2 separate regions of the Gossypium hirsutum genome follow, and region 1 is linked to region 2. Evidence: chromatin contacts called from public Hi-C data. All regions are on one chromosome and are shown on one strand. Each heading gives the region's core, a stretch centred on a gene start, on an enhancer-like site or on the middle of the called end of the contact. The rest is flanking DNA. Distances are from core to core; before and after follow the strand shown. Region 1 holds the start of LOC107945243 (epidermal growth factor receptor substrate 15). Region 2 holds the start of LOC107917881 (serine/threonine-protein kinase/endoribonuclease IRE1b).

Region 1 (6,800 bases), core at 3,347-5,846, 190 kb after region 2:
ACAGTTCTAATCAAAATGAGATTTTTTTTCCAAGCACATTGTATTTCCAGAAAATACGAAAAAAAGTGAAACAGAAAATGCTCACAAGTTCCTGCATTTTCTCACGGTAGAACTCAAGCTTCTCTCTGGAATCCAAAATCACCTTTTCAGTTCCATCAACCTGCTAAATTTCAAAGAAACAAGCTCCATATTGTTATTCAGGAAGGAATATAAAACCACTGAAACTCTAGCTTAGTTAAAAAAATTTCTTTACAGAAGTGATAAAAAAGCAGTCCTCAAACTCTCACCAAACCTGTGGAAGAATAGAGAAGGAAAAAGTGAAGTGGGTACGCACCCACATGTGTGTGTATGTACCAGAGAGAGAGAGAGAGAAAGTATTTGAGCTTTATCTAGAAGATGCCATGCCTTTTTTCCATCAGCCATTACATCTCCGGCTGCCCCATTCTCTAAATTTTGTCCATTGTTATTGGGTTGGGTTCCAAAGGAATCATCCAACACTGGTTCTCTTGGTTTTTGTTGGTTGGACATTGTAGTAGTATCAGCAGAAGCATTGGGGCGAACTGGAGGTTTTACACCAGCTGACGGAGTGATTGTCTGAGCAGCCATCCCCGACTGATGTCCAAAACCTAACAGCAATAATTGTTTTATTAAGAGAAATCTAGGATGACAAAATGAGAAGGAAAATAAATTAGAAGCGATCCTAACGAATACCAGGATTGGGACCCCAAGCTGCATTTCCATATGAAACATTGGGTTGGCCTGTCATGGACAAGAGTGTCTCATCAAACAAAACATCTCTAGGGAGTGCAGGTGGAAGAGGACGGCCTTCCCTATACCGTTCCATCAAATAGAGAGCAAAGCAGAACTCTCTCAAAGATAGCATACTATCACTATCCTGATCAGATAAGTCCCAAACCTGCTTCAAAACCTCTGTGAAAGACAAAAGCGACAATGTTAAATATGTTTACCCAAGTAACAAAGGTCTCTGCTCCAACAGGACCAACCATCGAAATATTTCAAAGAAACACTGCACTAATAGGACTTCTTCAGTAAGTATGCCAAAAAATCAGTGTTGTCAAGGGTGAAAGGTGCATTCTAGGTGCTAGAACCTTATATTGCCTCAGGCAGATGATGCAAAAAAGCATTAGCCTGAGTGAAGTAAAGCACAATATGCATATGCATTCGTTCTTCAAAGTCTACATGTGTATATATAACATATACAGCTTAATATATATTGTAAACTCTAAAGTGTGGTCTAGTTTACCTACAAAACATGCAACTTTTTTTATCAGTCAATATGCGTGATGTCCTTATGGTCAATGTTTGTCGTTGAATACTAAAATATTGAGAAGTATAGAGCTCAAAATTATCCATTTCTTACTACTAAAGGTATATCAAATGAAAACAGTGAAAAAAAAAAGAAATTAAAGAGAAATTCAATCAGGTGGGCTTTCTTTTTGCTTATTTTCTTATAAAAAAGTGTTTAGGTGCACCAAGTGTGTGCTTGATCAAATGGGTCTCACCTAGAAGGGTCTGAGGCATTTTTTTTGTATAATGCTAACGCACAGGCGCACCTAGGCGCATGCCTTGACAACACTGCAAAACGTTTTAGTAGAAAGAAGGATTCATGGAATGATACCATCTAAAAATACATAGGCATCATCAGTTTACCACCTTAGCAGAAAAAAATATTTTCACTACCTAGACCCTACAAGAATAAAATCTTAAACCAGAATATTCAAAAACAAACCATTTATTGATATAATTCCAAATTATGATGATAATATTCACAAATAAAATTTTGAAAAATGAAAACATAAAAGACATCAGACCATGAGCACAATAACGAATTATATGTTCTCAGCATCTCAACAATGGTGAAATTCCTAACACTATTTTTTTTATTCATAAGAAATCACCATACATGTTAAACTAAATAGATAAACCATCTATGTCATGCATAGGTTCATATCTCAGAAACTTATTTGGATAACAACAGAATAAGAAATTATCATACCTCTAGGTAGCCTCCAACTCAAAAATAGATTCCTTGCCTGCTCACCAGTTATTTTCCCATCTCTGTCAGTGTCCACTTCCATGAACACTTTCGTATATTTCTGAACATCAGATTGTTTCATTTTTGGCCATGGAGGCTGGGAACTATTTGGGGCAGCATTCACATTTCCAGCAGAGATTCCTGATGGTGTAAAAGAGGAGCTTGGGGAAGAAACTGGTTGGCCTTGGATTGGAGACGAGTATGGCCTTTGACTTTGACTACCAGCAGAATGCATAGAGAACGTACTTTGCAATGAATCAAGAGAGTTGGACTTAACTAAGGGTTGGGCCCCACTTGAAACTGGTGTAATCCCTGGTGAGGCGGGTGCACTGTGGGGAGAAAAGGTTTGTGTAGATAATTCTTGTTTTGGTGTAAACGAGGTTGCAGAAAATGCATCACTTCCAAATGCCGAGCCAGAAGCAAGCCCATTTCCAGAAACAGCCAATGCTTTAGAATCATTAGCAGTAGGCTGGGAAGACATTGAAACTGCAGCTTGTGGCCTTGGTGCTGTTGATGGAGCGACCCCTCGTGGCCCAGTTGAAGCTCCACCAGGCCTTCCAGAAAGCCAATTGCTAGACATATTTTGATTTGTTAAACTGGGACCAGTAGCAACGGTGGGCATGGATTGATGTGAAAGTGGAGTAGAACCAGCAGGCATAGCTTGAGGTTGACCAACTATATTACCTCCCCTAGAAAACTCTGGAGCTGCAATACCTTGAGAAGGGTGCAGGGCAGTGGCAGCAGGCATTGTTTGTTGGGGTCTCATTGAGAGGTTCTGTTGAGATGGAAAATGTTGCTGGCTCATACCAGCATTTGGAACTCCTGGTCCTCTGAACCCAACACTTGGAGAGGATGGTGGCACAGCTCCACCCATCTGTGTTGTGGCAGGAAAATTAATTTGCGGAGCTGGAATTTTTGCTGCAGCAGGGCCATATAATGCTGCCTTGACAATGTCTGGTGTTAATTCACGCCTTTGTGCTACGGTCACAAGCTTGAGAGCATTAAAAAACTCTTGCTTGCTCAGGAAACCACTATGACTTTGGTCAGCATATGCCCATATCTGCAGTCATAGGATAAATTGATATGAATGGACCCATAATATCAACTTCCTTGGCCAAATAGGTTTATACAAAAACAGAGCGTATAGGTCACAAGAATCGCTGTAAGATATGTACAACAAGTTACACGTGTACTAATCCAATTCAAATCCAGAAATAAAAAATTCCAATCCCTAAACCATGCCATTCATTGCGTGAAAATCCACCAAAGACCACCAAATGCTACAGAAAGTAGCGCAAGGCTTAAGGCATTGCATCTATTATTTCATCAGAATTAAAATGATTCTTTGATTTTTTTACTATATCGAACTATAGATGTAGTGATCTACAACCCATCAACTTGTAGCCTCCCGTATGTGTCAGAGTAACAGACAGTACATTAATAAAATCTAGAACAAAACAACAGTCACTTGTTCAGCAGCTAACAAAGGCAAGATTCAACATTTAAATCACAAAAAAAAAGCTAGATAAGTTCCTATTGCAGATGTATGATATTGTACTTCCAAGTGAAACTACGGCCAAAAAGACAAGTATTTTAGCACTCTGAAAGCTTATTAATAACATCCTCGAAAAAGTAGACAATTGAAACCTTTCAAGTATTTGATAAATTCTTGACGTACAAAGAACAAAACCCATAAGCAAACCACAAGTTGGTTAAGAGAAATCTGAAGTAGGAGAGTGATAATTGTAGAAAAAGAAAAACAGCAGCCAAGTCTTTAGGTTTTATTGAGAAATTTCTCCAGGTTACAACTAAATACAATCTAACCTATATTCGGAAAAGGCGAGTTCCTAGAGATCCCGATTCTGATAAGAAATGAAATGTAAGGGGAGAAACAGAGGGACCTGAGCGAGGACTTGTTTGGACAAACCGGCTCCTTGAAAGAAAGAAACAGCCTCAACTCCACTAATTCTGCCATCCCCATCTAAATCTGCTTTCTTGAAGTAAACTTCGAATTGATCCTGAGTTTGCCCCGCCATATAAACGCCCGCAAACAAAGAATTGAAGCGAATTCTGAACTAATTGTATAGCTCTCCTAGATCAGGCTAGGAAAATAAAATCCAGAACAAGATCACAAACTCAAGTACAGGGAAAATACAACAGGTTACAAAAAGAATCGAAACAATTGAATCTCGAAATAGGAAATACAATTTGAACAATAAAAGAAAAGGAAAGAAAGTACACGCGATAAAACAGAGAGAGTGGATATAGAATGGGAGTTAGGGTGTTTGGTGGTGAGATCGAGGAGAGGAGAATGAATAGCAATAATAAAGATGAAGGTGGAGAGAGGAGAAAAGCGATTTAAACGACTACTGCCTAAATGATTCAATCTAAGCACTGGGTGAAATAGGAGAGACAATCGGAGTCAATTATGATGTGGGCTTGGTGGCATGGGAACCCAACTGCAATATTTCTTGGAGTCCATTACCATCTACCTCCACTGATAAAGCCCAAAGTCTAAGCACATTATTAGCAAACAAATGAAATCTGGAATCGCAATGGAGCCGGTAGCGGCGGCCTTTATTTCACGTTGCTGCACGACACTACGTTTATTTTTTAAGTTTCTTTTTTACCACCCAATTAAATAAAATTATAAGATGGTGACCTAATTTTTTAATTTTTTCTTTTTTTTTTTATCACGAGCAGTTAAATGGCTAACTAAAAGATGACGCAGCAGCTTTTAAAATTGATTTAGTACTTAACATTTATACATTATGTCAAATTATTTTTGATTCTAAAAAGTTTAACCCTCTAATATTTTCACATTGTGTAATTGGTCTTTTTTGCAATTTTACTTTTCTTTATAACCCTTTCACCTAAAAAGCTAAAAAAACAAATTTATCAACTAAATTTGATAGAAAATATCCCAAAAATGGAAACATCCAAAATCCAATATAATAATTTTCATATTTTCTCTTCTTCTTTTTTAAGATTAACCCTCAATGTCAAAAAGAAAAATAAAACTACAAAAAAGACCAAATTAGACAATGTGTAAATGTTGAGGGTTAATTTTTTTAGAATCAAGACTAAATTAACACAATGTATAAATGTTGAAGGTTAAATTGCTATTATGTCAATATTAAAAGATGTCAAGTTATTTTTATATCAGTAATTTAACAACTAGTGACTACAAAAGAAAAAAAAGTGAACCAATCTTATTACTTTGACCAGAGTCTCGTTTATTTTTTTACATAATCCTTTTCACCCACATCCATTTTTAATTTGTTAATGAATATATGTTTTGGAATATATAATTTTTTATTGTCGATATTATATATAATAAGAGTGACTGAGTTTAGTGTCAGTGTTACAGCCAAATACATAACACATTAGTAATTTGACTAAAAGATTTGAAATTGCATAAATCAAAGTAATAATCTATTCTATACATTAAGCATTTTGTTGAGTTAGTGTCACAAGTCAATCAGGCACCAACTCAATTGGCTAATGATAAAAGTACCATTATTTTACAAAATAAGTTATATCATTTTATATATTTTATACATAAAAATAGAAAAATATATATTCATATATAACAGCATTTGAACCCAAGCTTTTATAATCTTCATCATTTATACTTTACCATTCAACCAAAAATTCATTTTATCATTTATATCAATTTGGATCTTGACTCAAACGAAGCTTTAGATGATTCATACCAGTATATTGCACCATCTACCTCATTGATTCCTATTAGTTTGAACATGGATGATCAGTGCTACAAATTTCCAAATGAACAAGAAGATATTAATGATTTTAATGATCCTAAATCTGAAGGAGTTCCTAATGTCAACAATAACGACGACGAAGATGATTGGTCATATTATTCTTCATCTCCACGAACCTCTATCCCACATGCACAACATTGACATAAATGCAATTAAGGCATTGGAATTTTCAGAATATCTTGACATAGTGTCCAGCTATATAATGAGTTCAAATGAAAATTCTAAAGAGTTATATGTAAGGGCACAATTTCCATCTAGGGATGCAACTATGGTAGCCATCAAGTACTACAGTATCAAAACTTGTGTTGATTACAAAGTTGTGGTATCTTCGCTAACTTTGTATGTTAGCGAGTGTTGGAAGTACAAGAATGGGTGTAATTAGAGAGTTAGGCTTACGCTTAGGAAGAGGACACAAGCTTCAGAGATCCAAAAATGGAACGGAACCCATGCACTTCTGTTCAACTTTCGCAAGATCACCAGAAATTAGATTAAGACTTAATTTGTAGTTGCATTATGCCATTGGTAAAGGCACGCACTACTATTCCAGTTATTGTTATGATTGTCAACGTGCAATCTCGATATAAGTACACCATCAGTTATCGAAAAGCTTAGCATGCAAAACAGAATGCCATTTCTTGATTGTTTGGAGATTGGGACAACTTTTACAATGAGTTGCCGTCATTATTAGCAACAATGCGACAATTTGTACCAAGTACTGTGGTGGCATTGCGAACCCTCAATGCATAAGATCCATTCAATCAACTAGTGGAAGGCATGAAAATATTCCACCAATTACTTTGGACATTTGATCCATTGATTAAGACATAGCCAAATTGTAAGCCCATTGTCCAAATAGACAGGACTTGGATTTACAGTAAGTGTAAGCAGATCCTTCTAGTTGTTGTTGCTTAAGACGGGAACTGAAACATCATTCGGTTAGAGTGTGATTGTGGAGAAAG
Region 2 (7,121 bases), core at 3,809-6,308:
AGCTCATGGTGGGAATAAGCTTTGTGGCAAAGGTTGAAGCCGAGGGTGGAAATGAGGAAGCAAGAACCGCCATGCTATGCGGGGTAGTGACCTTGATCTTACGGTCAAGACCACGCTTTAATAACACAGCATGTAAGTTTTGCATGGCTTGGACCAGTGCATCAGGGTCCAAATTATCATCGGAGGTCAAATATTCGTTGCCTACACAAACAGCTACGATGGAAGTGGCGGGGATGAAGGGCTGCACACGAGTGGCAAACCAGTCGTCGGCTGCGGCTGCGTCCTTGCTAATGTTGGCGACGTGGTAGTTTTCAACGGCAACAATAAGGTCAACTCCGGTGTTGGAAAAGGCTTCAAGGATATCAGGGTTGGTGTCGTAGATTTTAACTTTATCAATGAGCGTAGATTGGAGGAGCTGAGCAACTTTCTTTGGAGAAGGGAGGTTGTTTCCTAGAGTGCCATAGTTAATGCCAACGCTAGAGACATAAGATAATGGGCTGAGAAGGAGGAAGAGGAGGAGGTGGAAGAGATGAAGAGCCATTTGGTGGTTCAAAAGATCAAGGTATTGATGTTCCTAATGAAGTGAAGATATGTGTAGTACCCACAGTTTCCTGGCATGAAATGCCAAATGCATTTGAGCAGAGAAATTGGGAGGATGTCAGATAATGTGGGGACAGAACGTGATGAAAATTCAGAGGAGGAACAGTATCTTTCCACCTTTGTCAAAAATATTATTACTACTGAAGCTGATCAGCGGGTCCACTCCAACATTAGCAGAGGATCCAACTATATCCCACAACAAAGCAATGTGTTTGTGTTCCCACCTATGAAACGCGTCTCTCACACTTATCTTGAGGGAGTACGTAAATTCATAATTAATGATAAGCAGAAGCTTTAAAACTGAGGTTTGTCGGATTAACCCATTATGTATAAAGTATAAGAACTGCTTCATCACGGACTGGGGAATCATACAAGAATCTTTGCAGCTTGCTTTTCTTTAACTCTCATTTAAAATAATAAAAATAATTCTTCACCTGTTTCTATGCCAAGCCAACCCTGTTATTTTTGTTTAGATTTTTTTCCACTTTGGCGGTATATGAAGCTGCCAAAGATCTAGAAACACACAAGGTTAGTTTCATGAACTGCCTTTGTTATCTTAAGGTTAGAAGAGATGAAACTACAAAATGAAACTTATGGTTAAATTACAATATAATACATTAATCACTGACACACAAAATTGTTTGCAGTATGATACAATTTCTATATACAGTAAGAACAGCAGTTAAAGAGGAGAGGAACAAATGAAAATTAGATTAGATTATACTGCTGTTCATATATTTCTGGAAGAATTTCTCCTCCTTGCAGTGCTTATAGAGTACCTTATAAACCTCAATCAACAGTTTTGGAAATCGACTAGAGAAATAACCATCAAATCCTTCTGGAAGTGGCCCCAATAATTCTTGGATATCTTGAGGAATTTCCCTGTAGTGGTTTTGCTTGTTCCTTATTACCCGCAATAGGTCACGAACACTATCAAATTTGTATCTCCTATAGTGTCCAATGTTATTAAGGAATGCAGGTTCCAGCTTTTCATCCCATTTTCCATCCAAAGCTACTGCTGCAATACTTTCTAATTCATTTAATACTTCTGATTCACTCTTCCTGTCTTCCAATTGAACACGATCACTAGCCTCTCGAAGAAATGAAAGCCTCATCTCAGAACTCCAAAATAACGGATGATGCAGAACATCCTGTGCCTTTGGCCTACCACATATCAAAATATAGTTGTTAGAGGAGATGTATTGCGTACAACACCTGATAAGCTTAAATATTTTCCATCTGTTATGTTTAAGAATGCACTTCACAGGCTTTTCTATGTGCAGATAGACAAGAAGATCTGCATGCTCAAATATTAAACCCAGGGGCATTCAACGAGTGCATAGTTATAGGATCATCAAAATGTGGATGATAGATTACCTCAATTCTGGGTTGGGATCCAAGAGATGAGAGAAAAGATCCATTGCTTCTGGTATACTCTCTATTAAGAAGAGGTCCTTTTGGTCATTCACAATATTTACATCACGTTCAATACTATCCCCATATGGGTGTTTACCACCAGTGATGCAAAAAAATAAAACACAGCCTAAACTAAATAAATCCACAGCGCGTGTCTGGCGTCCTTGACGAAGTTGTTCAGGTGCTTGCCAGCCTGAACTTCCATAACCTACATTTAGCAACATTATAAAGAATTAATTTGACCAATCTTTAGACAGGCAATGTATCACGAAACGTGCATGGTTTAATTGTTGCTGAATGATACCATTCGTGATTGGTAAGCTTACCAGTAGCACCGCGAGTTAAGGAAGACATATCCCCAGTCAAGCGTTTGCTAATGCCCATGTCGGAAAGCTTTGCACATAGAGACTTCTCCTTGATTATCAAAACATTTTGAGGCTTTAGATCTCGATGTATGATGCCAAGTTCATGTAGATGGGCAAGCCCAGAGACTATATCTCTACAGAAAAAGATAACAATGTCATATTCTGATCAACTTCACACAAAGAAACACACACCCACGAGCAGAAGAGAACGAGAAAGCTTTAAGGATATGAAATTTACCTCAGTAGTTTCAACAAATGGGCCGAAGGATGTCCATTAGACTTCCAGAGTTCAATAACCTTGTTATTTTCCATCACACTATGCAATCGAACATTACACTCATTGAAGAATTTTGAATCTTCATCCTTGACAATGGCTTGATTTTGAAAAGATTCAGAGCATACATAGATCAGGTCATTTAAGCTACAAGTACAACGCTCTAGAGAGAGATAAACAAAATCCTGATCAAACTCGACGCCATACCAGCGAACAATATTAGGGTGTTGATCAGAAGCAATAAGGTTCTGAATCTCTTTCAAAGCCACATCATGGTGAGTCTGCACAAGACGTTTAACAGCTACTGGACGACCATCATAAATCCCTTCAAGTACAATGGTACCGTTGCTTCCTTTTGCTATTTCTTTGTTGGAAACAAGTAACTTACCAATTCGGCGCCCATCTACTCGGCCATCAACAAGATCTGTAAAGTTCAGCAATGATTTGCCTTCATTCCTTTCAATATAAGGAAGTGTGTTGGTATTTCCAACATTATTCTCCTCTGACACAGGCTTGTTCTTTTTCTCGTTATTGCCACTGCTCTTACTATTCCCAACTCTCTTAGGTTTTTTCTTTTTAGGTACTGATTGCAATTTAACTTCCTGATCCTGCTTACTCCCCTTACCTCGTTTTAAGCGGTAAAAGGCAAAGACAATGATAGTCAATAGGGTAGCAAAGAAAGCAATGAAAGGTTGTATGCTGAATCCAGCAATGTCAAACCTTGTAGTGATGTTTGTATTAGCGGTATCCAACATAAGAGGGTTTTCCATCTCAGAAGCTGGCAAAGCAAGCCATGGTTTGTCACTAGGAAGAGCCAGTGGGAATACATCAGCAGGCGGCAAGTGAGGATTCTGATTTGAAGAAGGCAGTGGGATTATTCCATCAAGCCAGCCAAAGACGGGGAGAGATTCCAACAATTTATGATCACGAACTTGGATAACAACAGGTCTCTTCTGACATGGCAATTGCAACTCAAAATCATGCATGTAATCTGCAGAAAGTTTTTCCTCTGATCCTTGACATCGAAATTCAGCATCAATTTTAGAAAATGCCACATTCCATAATACTTCAGCAGAGTTTGGAGAATAATACTGGAGGACATAATCTGTCCTCATAATATAGACAAATTGCTTGACTGTTGTTGAGTTAAAAGGACCAGACTCCACCAGTGCATCAGCATCCTTTGTCCAACGAACTGTTTCGCCTGCATCATTCTGAATATCTAGCGTAGAGGGAGGATCATCTGACCTATAAGTTTGTACTATTCTACCAGAATTTGCATCAACAAGGTAAATAGAGGTCTTTTTTACTCCCAAAGTGATCCCTCCATCCTCTGCTATATAGGGTGTTCTTCTAACATATTCTTCACAACTCAGTTCAAGTTTTTTCTAAAGTGCAAAACCATTGAGATGAAAAAGATGCTATCAGTATGAAAGCAATAAAGCATATAAACAAAATTTCCAAGCTAATCAATCAGTCAAATTTAATAGTTATCATAGACAATAGAATCAATGACTAAGAAACCCCAAAATTTGTATGGGACAGACAACTGTAAGAAACAGAAGCAGGATGAGCATTGATACCAGTTTTCCATGGCTCCTGCTATGAACATAGACTTGCAAATCATCCCCACAATCAACATACAAATCACTGTTGGGTCCAGATGTATTAAGCTTATCATTGTCCTGGTCAAGGAAGGCCTGATAAGATGAATAAATAGGCCTGCCCGATGCAAACGACCAATGAACTTTCCTTGATACTCTGTCCACTAAATGCATTGTTCCATCCAGAGTAACTACCACTGCTAACCCATCGTCACTAAATAAAGACACAAAATACAATTTGAGTAGAACTGATTTCAGGGTTTTAAGCGAACTCCACATATCATGCAGCAGCCATTATAGACAGATATAGCAAAATTCGTAATTCAAAAAAAAAATCAAAGATCCGGTTTTTTTTCTTTCTTAAATGCATTAATCCAATGAGAATAAGGAGCTGAAGATACTTACGGAGGACGGGGCGGCAGGAAACGATTGGAAAGAGCAGTTTGCGAGATCTGAGAGCAGAAGAAACCGCGTATAGACGGAGAAAATAAGATGGCTAACAGCAAAAGGAAAATCCGAGATCGCCTCATATCGTGCCAGAGTTTGGTAATGAATGATGGTAAAAATGTTGGAGTGTAATTGGGAAATGCTGAATCTAGGGTTATGGAATTGGGATATTTTGCAGAATACCGCAACAGAGGGGGAAAGGTCAATTAGAGGTGGCAGGGCAGCCTGGCCAGCTTGGCGTATTTTCAATTGATTCGTGTCCAAGTCCAACCTCCTGGTCCGGTCGTTACCATGCTAACCAAACATATCCACACACGTCAGCTGAGTGAACTATAAAACTTGTGTTACGACTGCTGTCTTTGGTAATTTGCATTTTCACAATCTTTATAACCTGAACAAATATTTAACAAAAATGTCTAAATTTTGGTATAAATAACATCTAAATATGTAACCAATGGGAACCTTTTATATGTTGTCAATCAGTTGGATCACATTGGAATGGCTTTTTTAAATAATGAATAAAAAGGAGAAGCCTTAATCACCATATTATCAACTCATTCAATTGGAAATATAACCATTTAGTAGAAACACACTTAACACCTTCCTTTTTTTCACTAAAAATGATTTTCAATTTTTTTTTTGTTGTATTCTTTTATATTTGTTTAATGAAAAATGACATACAGGTCAACAGAAAATATTTCTTTTCCTGTAAAACAACTTATCATTTTCAAAAGCATAAGACATTCTTCATCAAAAAAACTCCTTTATACGTAATTTTTTTCATATAAAAATTATTTTTTAAGCTTAAAATTAATAATAATTTTTTTTTATTTTTAAAAATATTTAAAATTAATCAAATATTGATATATAATATTATAATTTTCAATATTATTAAAATATATATTTAATTATCTATATCTAATCATATAATAAATTATTAATATAATTGATTATATTTAATATTTCAAATTTTATTTTAATAGTAAATTTTAAAAAAAATAATTTTAAATAATATTCTTTGAATATTGTTGAAAATATTTAATATTAATATTTTAATAATAAATATTTATTACAATTATAAATATATTAATAATAAATGTTTTGTAGTATAAAAGTTAAAATATGCTATAGTCTATGTAGTATGTACTCTTCATAAATTTGGAATTTAGTTTCTCTATTTTTCTAATTTGAAAATCAAGTCTAATTGTTAACATTATTTTTTTCAATTTTGTTGATGTCACAGTTTTAAATAATAATAATAAAAAACTAGGTATTCATGTAACTAAAAAATGAAGTAATAATGAATATGAATTTAACAAAATATTTTTAATAATACTCACAGTTGAACCTGAATTTTGATATCTAAAAAGTAGCACTAACCCAAAAATAAAAGTACATGGACTAAATTTAAAATTTACGAAGAGTATAAGGACTTATAACATATTTTAACCTAGTATCAAAATATAAATATTTTAATTATATAAATATAAGCATTTGTTTAAATAATGCTTAACTTCATTTATCTCTTACAATTCTAATGCGTCAATATATACTCTTATATCTGTAATATATGTAATTTAAATTAAATTTTAATTAATGTATAAAAACTTAAATTTTAATTAAGCATTATTTATTATTAAGTTTATATACGAGATTAATTATTATAAAATATTTTCTTATTATAAAATAAATTTTGATTCTTAAAAAAATTACATTATAATATTTTGTAACAAATATATTTATATTGTGTTTGTTTTACAAAGAAAATGTAAAATATAAATTTATAGATATAAATTAAACTCAATTAAACAATGAAAAGATAAGAAAATTTCATACGTATTTTTGTTTCATTGAAAACAGCTTTTATGAAATTTTTACGAAATTTGTTAAATAATAAAAAAATATTTTACACAGATTCATCCAAACATAAAAAAATATCAACTTTCAAAATAAATAAGTTATTTTTTAAAAATAATTTTCTCAAATTCATTTTCAATAAAACAAACAAGCTAAAATAAGACTTATGTTTAGTTTTCCATTATGTTTTATCTATATGCAGTTAGTTTATGTTTAGTTGTAATAACCCTGCTTGCACAGTAACAAAATATAGAAACCCTATCTGAGTTATACTTAGGAAAATGTGAAATCAAATCAAATATACCATGTACAATACAATTAAATATATTTATCTAATTTATTCCGTCTAAATAACTTGAGAAAATAGACTTTTGTTAGACATGAAGTTTTGGACAATGACAAGTGTATTACACTGATTTTATTTTTTATAATTCATTAAATAATACATATTATCTTTTTTTTTTAAAATATACATTTCTTATTAAATGATAATTGATCTAATTTATAATACAAGTCTATTATTTTTGAAAAATAATTGAGATAATAAAACAACATTTT

The links. A called contact is a pair of places that touch in the nucleus more often than the background predicts.
Region 1: a Hi-C map of leaf shows a contact between it and region 2, with 3 times the contacts expected there. The contact joins the promoter of LOC107945243 here to the promoter of LOC107917881 in region 2. A contact is called at or near these places in 11 of 34 Hi-C or Micro-C datasets (callus, fibers, hypocotyl and 2 more).

Annotation. Positions count from the first base shown.
Region 1 is chrA01:19,673,896-19,680,695 of Gossypium_hirsutum_v2.1, forward strand. It overlaps LOC107945243 (epidermal growth factor receptor substrate 15), which reads right to left and starts at 4,597. Exons shown (of 13, transcript XM_016879170.2): 1 at 3,958-4,597; 2 at 2,018-3,116; 3 at 712-930; 4 at 406-626; 5 at 86-160. The coding sequence starts at 4,092.
Region 2 is chrA01:19,481,137-19,488,257 of Gossypium_hirsutum_v2.1, forward strand. LOC107917881 (serine/threonine-protein kinase/endoribonuclease IRE1b) reads right to left here and starts at 5,059. Exons shown (of 6, transcript XM_016847265.2): 1 at 4,665-5,059; 2 at 4,239-4,473; 3 at 2,620-4,043; 4 at 2,343-2,515; 5 at 1,978-2,224; 6 at 1,179-1,764. The coding sequence starts at 4,789. The coding sequence ends at 1,314. LOC107917332 (glucan endo-1,3-beta-glucosidase 12) reads right to left here and starts at 1,050. Exons shown (of 2, transcript XM_041115417.1): 1 at 1-1,050. The coding sequence starts at 541.